2 separate regions of the Bos taurus genome follow, and region 1 is linked to region 2. Evidence: chromatin contacts called from public Hi-C data. All regions are on one chromosome and are shown on one strand. The core of a region is the stretch at or near the end of the contact, and the rest is flanking DNA. Distances in the headings are between cores, read along the strand shown. Region 1 holds the start of ZFP36L2 (ZFP36 ring finger protein like 2). Region 2 has its middle 79 kb from the start of ZFP36L2.

Region 1 (5,833 bases), core at 1,319-3,818, 77 kb after region 2:
CTCTGTTGTGAGTCTTTTGTTCATCAATACAAAAAGTTCGTTGGCTTTTTTCCCGCTCAACAAGAATGAAACTTCGTAATAATAATAAAAATAATAATAATAATAAAAAAACAAAAAACGAAGAGGGAACCGAAAGGGGAGGGGTGGGGGCCCCTCCCGGCACTCAAGTTCGAGTCCAAGTGCTCGGCACAGCCTGCAGTCTGCTTGTGGCCGATGTCACCCCCCACACTCCCGTGGCCCCCTGCCCCTAAGCAGGGGCACCCTCCAACACCCCCAGAACGGCCTTCCCTTCCTCCTCCTCACTGGCGCCCTCTTGCCTCAGTCGTCGGAGATGGAGAGGCGGCTGAAGATGGGTAGGCGGCGACCTGGGTCAAGGCCGGGGGACTCAGAGCCGCTGAGGCTGCCCGAGCTCAGGGAGCCGCTCAAGTAGCTGTCGCGGTCCGACAGCGAGTCTGGGGGGCTAGGGGGCGCGTCGAACACCGGCGACTCGGACAGGCGGCGTGGCAACTGGAAGCTGAAGGGCGGCGAGGGCGGCGCGGCGGCGCTGGCAGGGAGGGGCGCGCTGGGCGGCGCCGGGGGCTGCGCGGGGGGCACCAGGCCCTGCTGCTGCTGTTGGCTGCGATAGTAGGCGGCAGCAGCCACGGCGGCGAAGTTGTGGGTCTGGATGGCCAGCGGCGTGATGAGGCTGCTCAGCTCCGGGCCGAAGGCGAAGGCGTTGTTGGCGCACGAGGCCGACGAGCAGGTGGCGCAGGGTGCGCCGGGTGCGAGCAAGTCCTCGGCGCCCCCGGTGCCGTACAGCAGCGCGGCCGCCGCCGCGGCCGCGCAGCACGTAGGGGCGCCGGAGGGCGTGGAGGCTGCCGAGGCCGAGGAGCAGGACGAAGCGGACGACGAGCAAGACGAGGCCGAGGAGCAGGAGGGTGGCGGCGGCGTGCGCGACGTGGGGCTGTCGAGAAGCAGGGGCGACTCTAGGCCCCCAGGGGGCTGGTGGTGGCCCGACGGGAAGCCCGAGAAGCTGAGGCTATGGTGCAGCTTGGGCCGCGGTTCCCGCGGGAAGCCTAGGTGCAGCGCATCGCGGGCGCTGAAGGTGCGCAAGTCCCCGGAGGCGCCCCCGGACGGCGCGGGTCGCCGCTCATCAGCGTTGTGGATGAAGTGGCAGCGCGGCCCGTAGGGGCAGAAGCCGATGGTGTGGAAGGTGCGGCACAGCTCGGTCTTGTACTTGGGGTGCCGCGTCAGGCTGCGCAGCTCGTGGAAGCCGTGTGCGAACTGGCACTTCTCGCCGTACTTGCAGGTGCCACTCTCCTCGAAGGGCCGGCACAGCTCAGTTTTGTAGCGCGTCGAATTGATCTGGGAGCCGCCGCCCCCCTTCTGCTGTTGCTGCAGGTGCAGGAGGTGCTGGCTGCGCTCCCCGTTCTCGCTGAACGAGCGGTCCCGGAATTTGTTCTCCTTGTTCAGCAGGGCGGTGCCGCCGCCCCCCGACGGCTCCTTGAGGGTGCCGTAGGAGGCCGAGCCGCCGGCCGCCGCGCTACCGTTAGCCGCGCCCGGGAACTTGGGCGAGCAGCTGCCGGGGCTAGGCGCGGGGTGGGCGAGCGCGTGCAGGTTGCTGGCCGAGTGCCGTCGGAGGAAGCCCGGCGTGAAGCCCGAGCTGGGGGCGGTGGCCACGGGTGTCCCCACCGCCTTCTTGTCCAGCATGTTGTTCAGATTGAGGTTGGCCAGGGATTTCTCCGTCTGCCAAGAGGAGGGGAGCGGGGAAGAGATGAAAAGGGAGGAGGGAAGAGTTGGGGCGAGTTGCGGAGTAGCCACTACCAGCCCTCCGATTCTTTTTCTTTTTCGGATCTCGATTCGGCCCAACTTCCACCCTTAAACGCGCACAAGAATCAAGTTCGCACTGGGAGGAGCCGGACTCTCCCACCCTAGGCCGCCCTGCGGCGCGACATGTGATCCTCAGCCGTGGGCCGCAGGCCTGGGCGGCGCAAATCCCGTCCGGGAAGCCCCGGGCAGCGTGGCTGTGGTCAGCTGCGGAGAAACTAACAGCTACAGCGACTCCCTTCTGCCTTTCCTCCCAGCTGCTCCTTCTCCCCGCCCACAAGGCTCGAGCAACAGTGCAAACTCTGGGATTTTTCCCCAATCTAAAAAAGTCAGAGCGGGAAGAGAACCCCCAAAGCCGAGGACAGAAGGCCAAGCCTGAGAACTCGAAGGGCTCCCTGCTCACCCGCGTACCTTGCACAAGAAGTCGATATCGTAGAAGGCGGACAGAAGTGTGGTCGACATGTTTCTGGATCCTCTAATGGTCGGAGCTGGAAACTGGGAGATCCGGAGGAGCCCTCGGGGCGGCGCGGCCGGGCCCGAGCCACGACGAGTAACGGGCGAGGGGCGAGGAAGGGACCGAAAGTTTGCTGGGGGCCGAGAAAAGAGGGAGCGGGGGCAGCAGCGTGGACTGGGTTTGAGGGTGCCCGGGAGTGCGGAGTTGGGGGGAAAGAAGAATTAAGCTAGAGCGCACCTCCGCGCCCCGGGGTGCCCGGCCCGCCCCCCCCGCGCGGAGCCGACGGCAGCTCGCGGACTGGTGGAACTCAGCGGCCCGCGAGCGCGCGCCCTATATAGAGCCCCCGGAGCGCGGCCGCTCCGGGGCGGGCGTGCCAGGGGAGGGGACAGAACGCTGACCCCGCCGGGGTCTCCAGGCAACGCCGCCCGCCCGCTGGCGGACGTCAGGAGCCTTCCTGGCCTCCCATTGGCCGCCGCCAATTTTTTTCCTCTGGGGGAGGGGACGGAGAGGCCTCGGGGCGGGGCTGGCCGCCTTGGGCGCCCGGGGCGGCGTGGAGATCTCGGCCCAGATGGGTGCTGCTGGTTGGTGGCGGGAAGATACGGCTCCCTTCCTCTGGGGCTGTTCTGTCGGAAATCCCCAGCACGTCTAACGTGGTTGGGTTTCTGCAGCCCTGAACGTGTCTTTCCCCGCCCGATCCTGCTAGGCGAAATTTCGGAGCTTTTATCTCCCACTCTTTTATACTGGGCGCGGGAATTGCAAAGTGCAAGAATATTGCAACCGTCCGCGTGGCCCGGCTGCTTTGCAAAGGGTCCTCTGGCCGGGGGGGCGGGGACTTTGGGCCCTAGTTTAATGGGTGGTGGCTGCGTCCCGACTGCACGTGGAGATGCGGTGGGGGTGGGGGCGGGAGCGGCCACGCGGGCGGCCGCCTGGGCAGTCTCTCCCGGAGGAGCCTGGGCCCGTTTCTCCGCCCCTCTTCCCGCCCAGACTGCAGTAAACAGGGCTTGAATGCCGAGGCCTGCCGGGCAGGGCTGAGTGTCTGAGGACAAGGCGCTGGCTTTGCTAATCACATCACAAGACCTTGAGCCAGGGCCAAAGTCGCAGAGTGGCGCGGGGCGTCCCGGGCGGGAGAGCCGGCTGGGAGGACGGGAGGAAAGGCCGGGAGAGCCGCGCAGGCATGGAGGCCACTTCCCGCCGCCTTGTCCGTCTGCTGGTCTGTCCGGCTTTCCCCAGTCTTCCTGGGGGTCGAGGTACAGCTGCCAGCCGAGGCTCCCGTCCGCGGCAGCCTTGGCCTGGCGCGCCTTCCTAGACCCTCCCTAGCCGTTCAGGGCGCCGCGCCCTTCCTTAGCTCGTCCTGGGTTGCGAGCTCCCGCTGAGGCCGACTTTCAGCCAGGCAAGGCTGGGCACCGATGATTCCCCTAGTGGGCTCTCCTTACCTTCTCTTGCCAGTCCCACACCCCAGAAGCCTGCATTGATATAAGATTTTGCCAGCCGGTGCCCTCTGGGTGCGAGGCAGACACCACCCCGCCCCAGCACCCAGTGAGGCTTAAGCCGCTGTCAGATCTGGGGTCCGGTCCAGGACACTTCTCCGCAGACGCTGCCTCTGAAAGGCTGGAATCCGGCCCATGATTTCGCACACCTGGCAGCCTAGGCTGTTACTGGGCCTAAATTGGAAGGTCCAGTACCTGCCAGGGAAAGAAGCTCCCGCGACCCACGCCCCCTTGCCCAGTTGATCTTATTTCTGGCTGTGTATCCTTGTGCTTATTTACATTCCGCTGCACTCACTCCCTCTCTCAATACCCTGGGAAGGAATGAACTAGGCCTGTCTCTCAGGAAACCAACTCCTTCAAGTTCAGCTTGCATGCAGAGCCAACTGCTGGACTCTCCACCCATCCAGGGTGCTTGAGCCAGGGCAGGGCTGCAAGGACTTCAGGATCAGAAACATAGGGCTGGAGTTCAGACTCCTTCCCTTATAAACCACATGGTTTTAGACAAATCACATAATCACTTGGGCACCTGGGTTTCCTTGTAAAACTAACATAATTCCTGCTTTACTAATATATCACCTTTTGTCAAGGTGCCAATGCAAATGAGTTATCTGTTATGGTGTTTAAAAGATAAACAAGTGTATTCCATCTTATTAAATTGACAAAGCAAAAAAATGGAGCAAGTCAGACCTCCGGATCAAGGCTAGATGGGTGAAGGTCCACAGAATGGTGAATGTAGAGCTGAGAGGGCACCAGATCTCGGACCCTCCAGCTTGGAGCCAAGGGCAGTGACCTCAGAAGAAGTGACTAGTCTCACCACCCAGCCTACACTGATCGTTAGACAAGGCTGGGCATTCGTGGCGGACACTTGTAGCCTAGAATACCCAAGAACCCTGACCCTGTTTTTGTTCCTTATTGAAATGAACCCAAACGCAAAGAGTTTGAGGATGGCTCTGACAGTGGGGTATTCTGAATTGCCCTGGGAATGCATCAGCAAAGTGCGAAACAGCCATTTCCCAGGCCACCACCCCTGCTATTGAGGGTCAGTGACGAGATTTCACATACAAAAACCAGTGGAAACATGTGCCTCTCCTGTACTCCCAAGCTGGTGACAGCCAGCCAAGATCAAAATCTGGGGTAAGTCCCAGTCAACACCTATGAGAACACCCACTTTGCGAGTTGGGTAGAAGACTTTGGGGCTTGTATGCAAACATGCTATGGTACATGCTTTGGTACAGAGTACCTGCTGGTAAAAATATTTTTATTATTATAGAACTGCTTTTATTTCATTTTAAATGGAGAAAAAGGGTATGCTGGCCTTTTCCAGTGAGCTGTTTATTAGAGCCAGTTTCATAATTATTCTACCATGGTTATCATTATGTTGTACCAACAATTACCTGACTTCTCACCAGCCGTGTCTTCTCAGAACAAAAAGAAATGTTAAGCTGGCAACTTTCCATCAAGTGTGGGATACACAGATGCCTAACCAGGTAATTAATTCAGGATCACAACAAACACATTTTGAGCTGAATAGTGCAAAACCACCAGGGAATTTCCTGTTCTTTTTAGGACAAAACTTTGGACACTAAATTAACTTCTTTCCATGCCTCTTCCTACAGCTCTTTACTAGTAGGCTCTATTTATTTAGTGTTAGGTGGTTTTCTTTCAAAGAGAAACAAATTATATTTGAAATATAAATCTTTCTGCAGTAGGAAATGATCATATCAAACCCTCTTCCCTCTAAACTGCCTGATCAAACCCTCAAACATCAATAAAATAATTATAACTGGTTGCTCACCTGTGAAGTATTTTAAAATATTTAGACTCTAAAAGCTGAACCAAGTGTACATTCAATTACTGAAATGGTTTCTTCAGATAACTAGGATGAAGTGGACGTGGATGAGGTTATGACCTATCCAAGCTATGAGTTTCAAGATAACTGTCTTTGAGTGACACTCTGAAATTACAAATTAAAAACGGTAAGCCAGGAGAAGGCAATGGCACCCCACTCCAGTACTCTTGCCTGGAAAATCCCATGGATGGAAGAGCCTGGAAGGCTGCAGTCCATGGGGTCGCTACTAGTCGGACA
Region 2 (6,452 bases), core at 3,598-6,097:
TGGCTTTGGAGCCAGAAGACCTGGGATGCCAGCATGCCAGTTCAGCATCTCACTCCCTGTGTGGTTGGGGTCAGACTTTGGGGCCTTACTGAGCAACCCCACTGCCGTTGTAATAAGAAGCTGAACGTGGCAGCCCACACCACCCCCAGGCTGAGGACAGTTCTGATGCTGGGATTGCAGCCCCGTGGGGACAGCACTGGGTCCTGGAGGAAGGGCTGGCAAAAGGGGACGAGGCGGCCTTGCCTAAGCCCCTGTTTAGGGAATGAGCGCCGACAGCCAGAAAGGAGATGAACAGGAGGCTCTGAACAAGTGCAGAGGGGATGAAGGAGGTGCTGGAGAGTCTAGAGAGGGGAGGGAAGGGCTGAGGCATCGGCCACTCTGAGTTATCTGCACTTTCTCCCAGGTCCTAGTGATTAATAAGAGTAGAAAGCATGAAAGTTATTTGCTGCCCTCTCATGATGTGCCAGGCTCTGTGCCAAGCACTTGACAGACTCAACTACCCATCCTGGGAGACAGGTAGTGATATTACCCCATTTGAGAGATGAGGGAAAAAATTGCTCAGAGATAAAATAACTTGTCTGAGGTCCCCAGTGGGAAAGCGGCAAAAACGAGATCGCACCCAGGTTTCCATGGTGTGGACCCCCATGCTCTTGGTGATCTCAGGGTCTAGGGAGAGAGAGGTTGAAGGCCCCTCTGCGTCTGGGGTCAGGGCTGAGTCTGTGGCTGGGAGAGCAGAACAGGGTACACTATTCTGTGTACACCACCACTTTGGGTACACTGGCAGAATAGGGTCCACTCTGTGTACCCTCAGCCGCTCAACACAGAGTGGACAGAGCAGAGTGGGGCGCTGAGGAAGGAGTGGCCCACAAATCCATTCAGCGGCCTGAACAAACATAAGGAAGCAGTCTGGCCCAGCTGTTCCCAGCATAGCATGCTAGTGCGTTGCACATGTCCTACGGTGCTGGGACCGGAGGGCAGAGAGGCAGGCCGCAGCCACCAGGAGGGGAGGGTGCCATCACATCAGCTGGGTGGAGGATGGGAGGTCTGATTGGTTCCACTGGCCATGCTTAAGAAAAGAGATGAGATCTTAAGAAAAAATCTAAACTGTTACAAACACTGGGGGTTGTGGGGAAGAAGGGAGGAAGACTTGAGATACCAGTGTCAGAATCCACTAGATGAGATGGCTAATCAGTCGTGGTGGACAGAGGCCATGGTTAAGGATGACTCAGCCTTTGGCTTGGATGGTAGGGAGTCTTACCAGGAACCAACATCTTAGCACACAAGTGACGGAAGGGGCTAGTGAGAGAAAGGACAAGTAAGCGTGTGCGTGCTAAGTCACTTCAGTCGTGTCCAACTCTTTGCAACCCTATGGGCAGTCTTGTGTTAATGGGATTCTCCAGGCAAGAACACTGGAGTGGGTTGCCATGCCCTCCTCCAGGGGATCTTTGTGACCCAGGGATTGAACCCAAGTCTCCTGAGGCTCCTGCATTGCAGACATTCTTTACTGCTGAGCCACGGGGAGAGATGTGGGCTATGAGAGTGTAGGAGAGCTTCAGGCTCAGGGTTAAAAGGGATAAGAGCTCAAACTGCCGCTGAAATCAAGCTATATTCTCTAACTGAGGAAAGCAGTTGAGCTTTTCACTAGCATTTGAGCTTAGTCTGCAGCCAAGAAGGAGAATACTACAGCAGAACACCCACTAGACTAAGCTGATGACCCTGTGATCTCAAACTTGAAAAGAATCCAGGGGTCTGAGCAGACCACAGGCTGAGTTCAACAATGGTATCCGTCATTCTCAAGGTGTGCACGTTGCTGAGAGCGTTAATAAGAACTCAAAAGGGAACCTGAAAGATTCCAAGAGCAGATGTAACCAACTGACTTAATGTTCTTCAATTGTTCAGGAGTGACCTCTTCTCTGAAACCCTCCCTAACTCCCTTTTTCCTTCTCTATGGGACCCCAGCCTATTGGCTGGTTAGCGATCACTGCCAAGCATTTTTTCACATTTATTATGTCCTTGGTTCCTCAGTGGAGTCCCCCACTTGGCGGGGCAGTTGGGGGACAGAGACCCAGCAAGACTGGGCTGGGTGGGGCTGAGCCCTGGCCTGCTTCTCCAGGCCTCCTCCTGGAGGGCCTCCTGGAGGGCCTCCAGGCCCATCCCCTCCTAACTTGGAGCAGCATTCTGCCCTGTTCTGGGAAGCCAAGGCAGCAGCTGGTGTTGGCGTGCAGAGTGGGCAGACAGGGAGAATGGGGGCGGGGGAGGGGAGCAGACCCTGCCCAGGTGTGTTATCTGCTCTCAGGATCTTTTCATCAGCTGCTGGGGCAACAGGAGTGACCTCAGCAGTGGGTTTTTTTGGTCTTTTTGTTTGGTTGGTTTTTTTCTTTTTCCTTCTAAGAACAATTCATTTTGGTCTCACAACTGGAGTTAAAGTGGCGGGTGTTGAGAAACCTCCCCATCCCCCTTCCCTGGCCCCAGGCAGTGACATTTGAGGCGCTGTCTCCTGGGGCCACAGAGGATGGGATCGGGGCAGTTCAAAGGGCTGGCTCCTTTCCCTACCCACCCCCCAACCCCCACCGCCAACTTTCCCTCACCGCCTCCCTGGCAGGACAGGCTTGGGCAGCCTTCCATCAGGGACCAGACCCTGAGCCTCTCTTGGCAGCCTCTCAGCCTCACTGCCCTGCTGTCCATTTCTGAAGGTGGGGAGGGGCAGAGTAGGACAGTGGGGTAGGGGGAGCAGGAACGGAACCCCTCCCTTCTCATCCCATCTAGCCACGGAGGGGACACCAGGGGAGGCTGAAATGAAACAGTGCATGCCTCTGGTTGCCCCTGGCACCACTCTACTGACCCCCTGGTACCCTCCATGTGCCACTGACCATGCTGGGTCAGCTCGGGGACACTGACAAGGTGAGGGGAGGAGAGGATCCTGGGCTATGGATGAAAAGCACAGGCTTCGGCTCCCTGGAGGCTGCCTGGAGCCAGGTGGGGTGGGCGAGGGGTCGTCTGAGGGAGCCAGTCCCTGGGGCAGGGTGACTGGTCAGTGAGGCAGCCCAGCCTGGGCCTGGGAACTCAGAGGCCCGTCCCAAAGGCCCAGGGGCAGCTGTGCCTGCATAAGACAGAGCTTAGAGCACATGCCTGAGGCAGCAGAGGGCTGGATTTCGGGGCTGCACCCCCAGGATCCAGCAGGACACACTGAGGGGCTCGGGGCTCAGCCCATATCTGAACGAAGAGAGAGGGAATAAGCTTAGGGCAGGGGTGAGAAGGGGTCTCTTAGACCTGACTCCAGACAGCATTTCCTGGGAGGTAAACCAAGGTTCCTATGTGGCAAGGAACTCAGCCAAGTACCCGAGGCTAAAGATCAAAGAGCTGAGGGTCCTGATTTACCTGCCCCGCTAGCTTCTGGCAAGGGCCCTCCAGCACCTCTCCTTCCAGGACACAAGAGGCTGCAGGCTGCAGTGCCGAGAAGAGAGGTCGGAGGTGGTGGTGATGTCAACCAAGGAATTAAGTAAGCAGAGGAGCTGATAACATCTCCCAGCAAGTCTCGCTGTGGGCAAGGTGACTCATCACAGACAGAGCCCCGCCATCTCGGGCTGGTGGTTGTTGCGCCTGGGCAGTGGGGCCCGGGAGGTGGAGGGGGCCTGGCTGGGTTCCTCGCTGAGCCCTCATGGAGATGTAGCCTCAGAACACAGTGTCCTACGCCTCCAGAGCTCACACCTGGTTCAGGAAACAGCCCTCCCTCCCACTGTGTGTGATTATCTTTGTCCACCGCGTTTGGTGTGTGTTTGTGGGGTGTGTCAGGGTGATTTCCCCAACCAGGTCCCGCCGGGCACTCCAGGCACCAGAGATCACTAACAGCAGAACAGCTGCTCCCCCTGGTTGGATGACCGTCTGCGGCTACACCACCAGCGGACGCACGCTGCTAACCGTGACCACGTGGCTTCCTCACGGAGGGTACAGCCTGTCCCCCCAGCGGCAGGCACCTGTACAGCTGCCTCCACCCAGCCCTGCTGAGAGGGTCTAAATTGTTGGATTCTCCCCCTCCCCAGGGGCACCATGAATGGTTGTACAGGTTGAGAACTGTACAACTGGCGGGGCCACCGTTCACTTTACAGTCTATGTGCTAGACCGCGTGGCTGTGCACGGTCCCTTCCCTTTGCTAATTACTTGTCATTCCCCAGCTCCACCTAGAATGATCTATTTAGCTTGCCCATAACGAGTTTGTCTTCATACCCAACTTTCCCCTGTGAGGGTAAACATCTCCCTTTACCACCTGACTCCTTTCATTCATTCAGTCATAGCACAAAAAATTGTTGAGCTTGTAGCAAAGGAACAAGACAGGCCCTCCCCGAGTCACAGAGCTCACATTCTAGGAAGAGGGAGATAATAAACAAATAATCTGATACGTAAAACTGCAAGTGACAGGGAGTGCCGTGAAGAAAAATAAAGCCAGGCCAGGAGACGGAGGGTGACACGGCTCTGCTTCTGCCAAGACTGTTCAGAAAGGCTTCTCCCTGAGGAGTGGAGACCCGGAGTCAGTAAAAGAAGGAACTTTCCTGGCAGAGCCCCTCCCGCCAGGCATCCAGTGCCAAAAGAAAGTTCTCTAATCCTGCCTGTTCTGCCAGGAGCCTGTGGCATGGCCCGGGGCACTCACTTCCAGCGCGGGGTGTCCATTTCCTCCTTGACAAACAAGAGGCCTAGTTGCCCTGCCTCTCTGAGGGCTCCTCCAGCATGAATCCACCCACCCCGAAGCCCGAGGAACTTCATGACAGGGCCTGAGTTGGAAGGCCAGCTTGACTACCTCCAAGCTGTGTGACCTCAGGCAGGTTACTTAGTCTCTCTGAGCCTGTTTCCTTATCTGTAAAATGCCTTCCTCGGGGTTTAGTGAAGGATTAAAGGAGCTAGTGGATGTCACCACCAGGTATATAGGAGGTGCTTAGTAGACTCTAGGGCCACACCTGGAGAGGTGAGGTGATGGGGTGTTGTTAAGAGGGGCCCAAATGGTTGCCTTTCATTAAGGGAGCCCAGAGAGGGTAACGCTGACCTAAAGGCTCGAGGCTCTGCCAGCTGCTCCTGTGTACAGAGAACAGCTGAGGGAGCCCCCAGGCCAGGACTCTGCCTCGCAGACCCTGAGCCTGGGGGAGGGCCCTGTGCTGGAGTCCACTGACGTCAGCAGGTAGGAGTCGGGTGGGGTGCTGTGGTGTGGGCCCTTGAACTGTCACACCACGGCCCGGCTTTCAACTTCCTCTGGGGCCCAGGGTGTGCTCGGCTTGCCCTCCCTTCCTTCCTCCCTCGTCAGGCTGCTGTGAGTAAGCTCCAGTCATTGTGCTCCCTCTCAGCTCCTAGGGTTCATCCCAGACCCCCACCCCATGAACAGGTCTCTCCTGCATCCCCAAAGGAACCCTAGCACAGACCCGCCAGACATGGGGTGCTGGCAGTAATTAGGGTAGCCCTGACTCTGCCTCGGCCATGTACTGTTTATCCATGACCTCCCTGGATGTGAATCCCACTTGTGGGCATTTTTATCCTCATTCTTACTTGAGGAAACTGAGGCTGCAGGGTTAAATGTCCCGAGAGGAGCCTTGCAAAGCAGACTTGAGAGGCAGGAAGATGAGGGACGGCACAGGTGATGAACTGGTCTGAGGCTGGGGTTGGGGGCGGGACAGACTCCTGTCCCACAGATGACTGCAGGCCATGGTGCGCAGGCCTCTCCTGCCGCCCACCTGCTGCTTTAGGATCCCCAGGCGGGGCCTGACGCTCTGAGCCTCCAACAAGTTCCCAGGTGGCCCGGACGCCTCTGGCTCAGTCTAGAAGGCCAGAGCTGGGCTGCAAGCCCCAACAGAGGCCATACCTCAGGTCCCTCCTGCAAGGAAACAATAACGGTGACAGTTAACATTTATGGACAACTTTCCTGCACGGCAGGTGCTGCACTAATTGCTTTACTTATATGAATCTACATAATTCTCACAACAGCTCTGTGAGGGAGGAAATTGGGGCACAGGGAGGTTAAGTGACTCGCCTAAGGTCACACAGAGTTGGCATTCAATCTAGGCAGAGGCCATACTCACCTCCCCTTGAATTGGGGTTTCCTGGAGCAGGGAAGACCTGGGATCAGGGGTGTGAGCTGGACCTGGTGGGCACCGGGGAGCCACGGCAGTGTTCTGAGCAAGGGACCAGTATGTTCCCAGGACTGGCCATGTGCCCACAACTGCAGATAAATAACCCCACTGAGGCTGAATGTGGGACCCCTCTTACCGGGTTTTGTGGTTTTGACAAGACAAGACAGCGCAATGCTTCCTCCAAAGGAAAGGTCCGATGACGAGGTCGGCCAGCCCTGTGTTGGGCATGAGCAGTAGTGGTGGGAGCTTAGGCATCGGGAAGGGAGCCCGTAGCTGCTTCCTCTGCCCCCTCTCCCCACCCAAGGGGCCCTGCTACAGACGGGTGCACAGTTCTCATGCCTG

What was found. A called contact is a pair of places that touch in the nucleus more often than the background predicts.
Region 1: a Hi-C map of skeletal muscle shows a contact between it and region 2, with 12 times the contacts expected there. The contact joins the promoter of ZFP36L2 here to the enhancer-like site in region 2. A contact is called at or near these places in 4 of 11 Hi-C or Micro-C datasets (blastocyst, blood, skeletal muscle and 1 more).

Annotation. Positions count from the first base shown.
Region 1 is chr11:25,508,176-25,514,008 of ARS-UCD2.0, forward strand. ZFP36L2 (ZFP36 ring finger protein like 2) reads right to left here and starts at 2,569. Exons shown (of 2, transcript NM_001191191.2): 1 at 2,218-2,569; 2 at 1-1,725. The coding sequence starts at 2,268. The coding sequence ends at 319.
Region 2 is chr11:25,428,509-25,434,960 of ARS-UCD2.0, forward strand. No RefSeq gene overlaps it. Among named protein-coding and RNA genes, the nearest start is that of ZFP36L2, 79 kb to the right of the region's middle. Within about 2 kb of position 4,848, at least 53 of the 102 cell types and tissues checked have an H3K27ac peak or open chromatin away from gene starts, as enhancers often do. A contact at or near this core is called in blastocyst, blood and skeletal muscle, where this site is marked.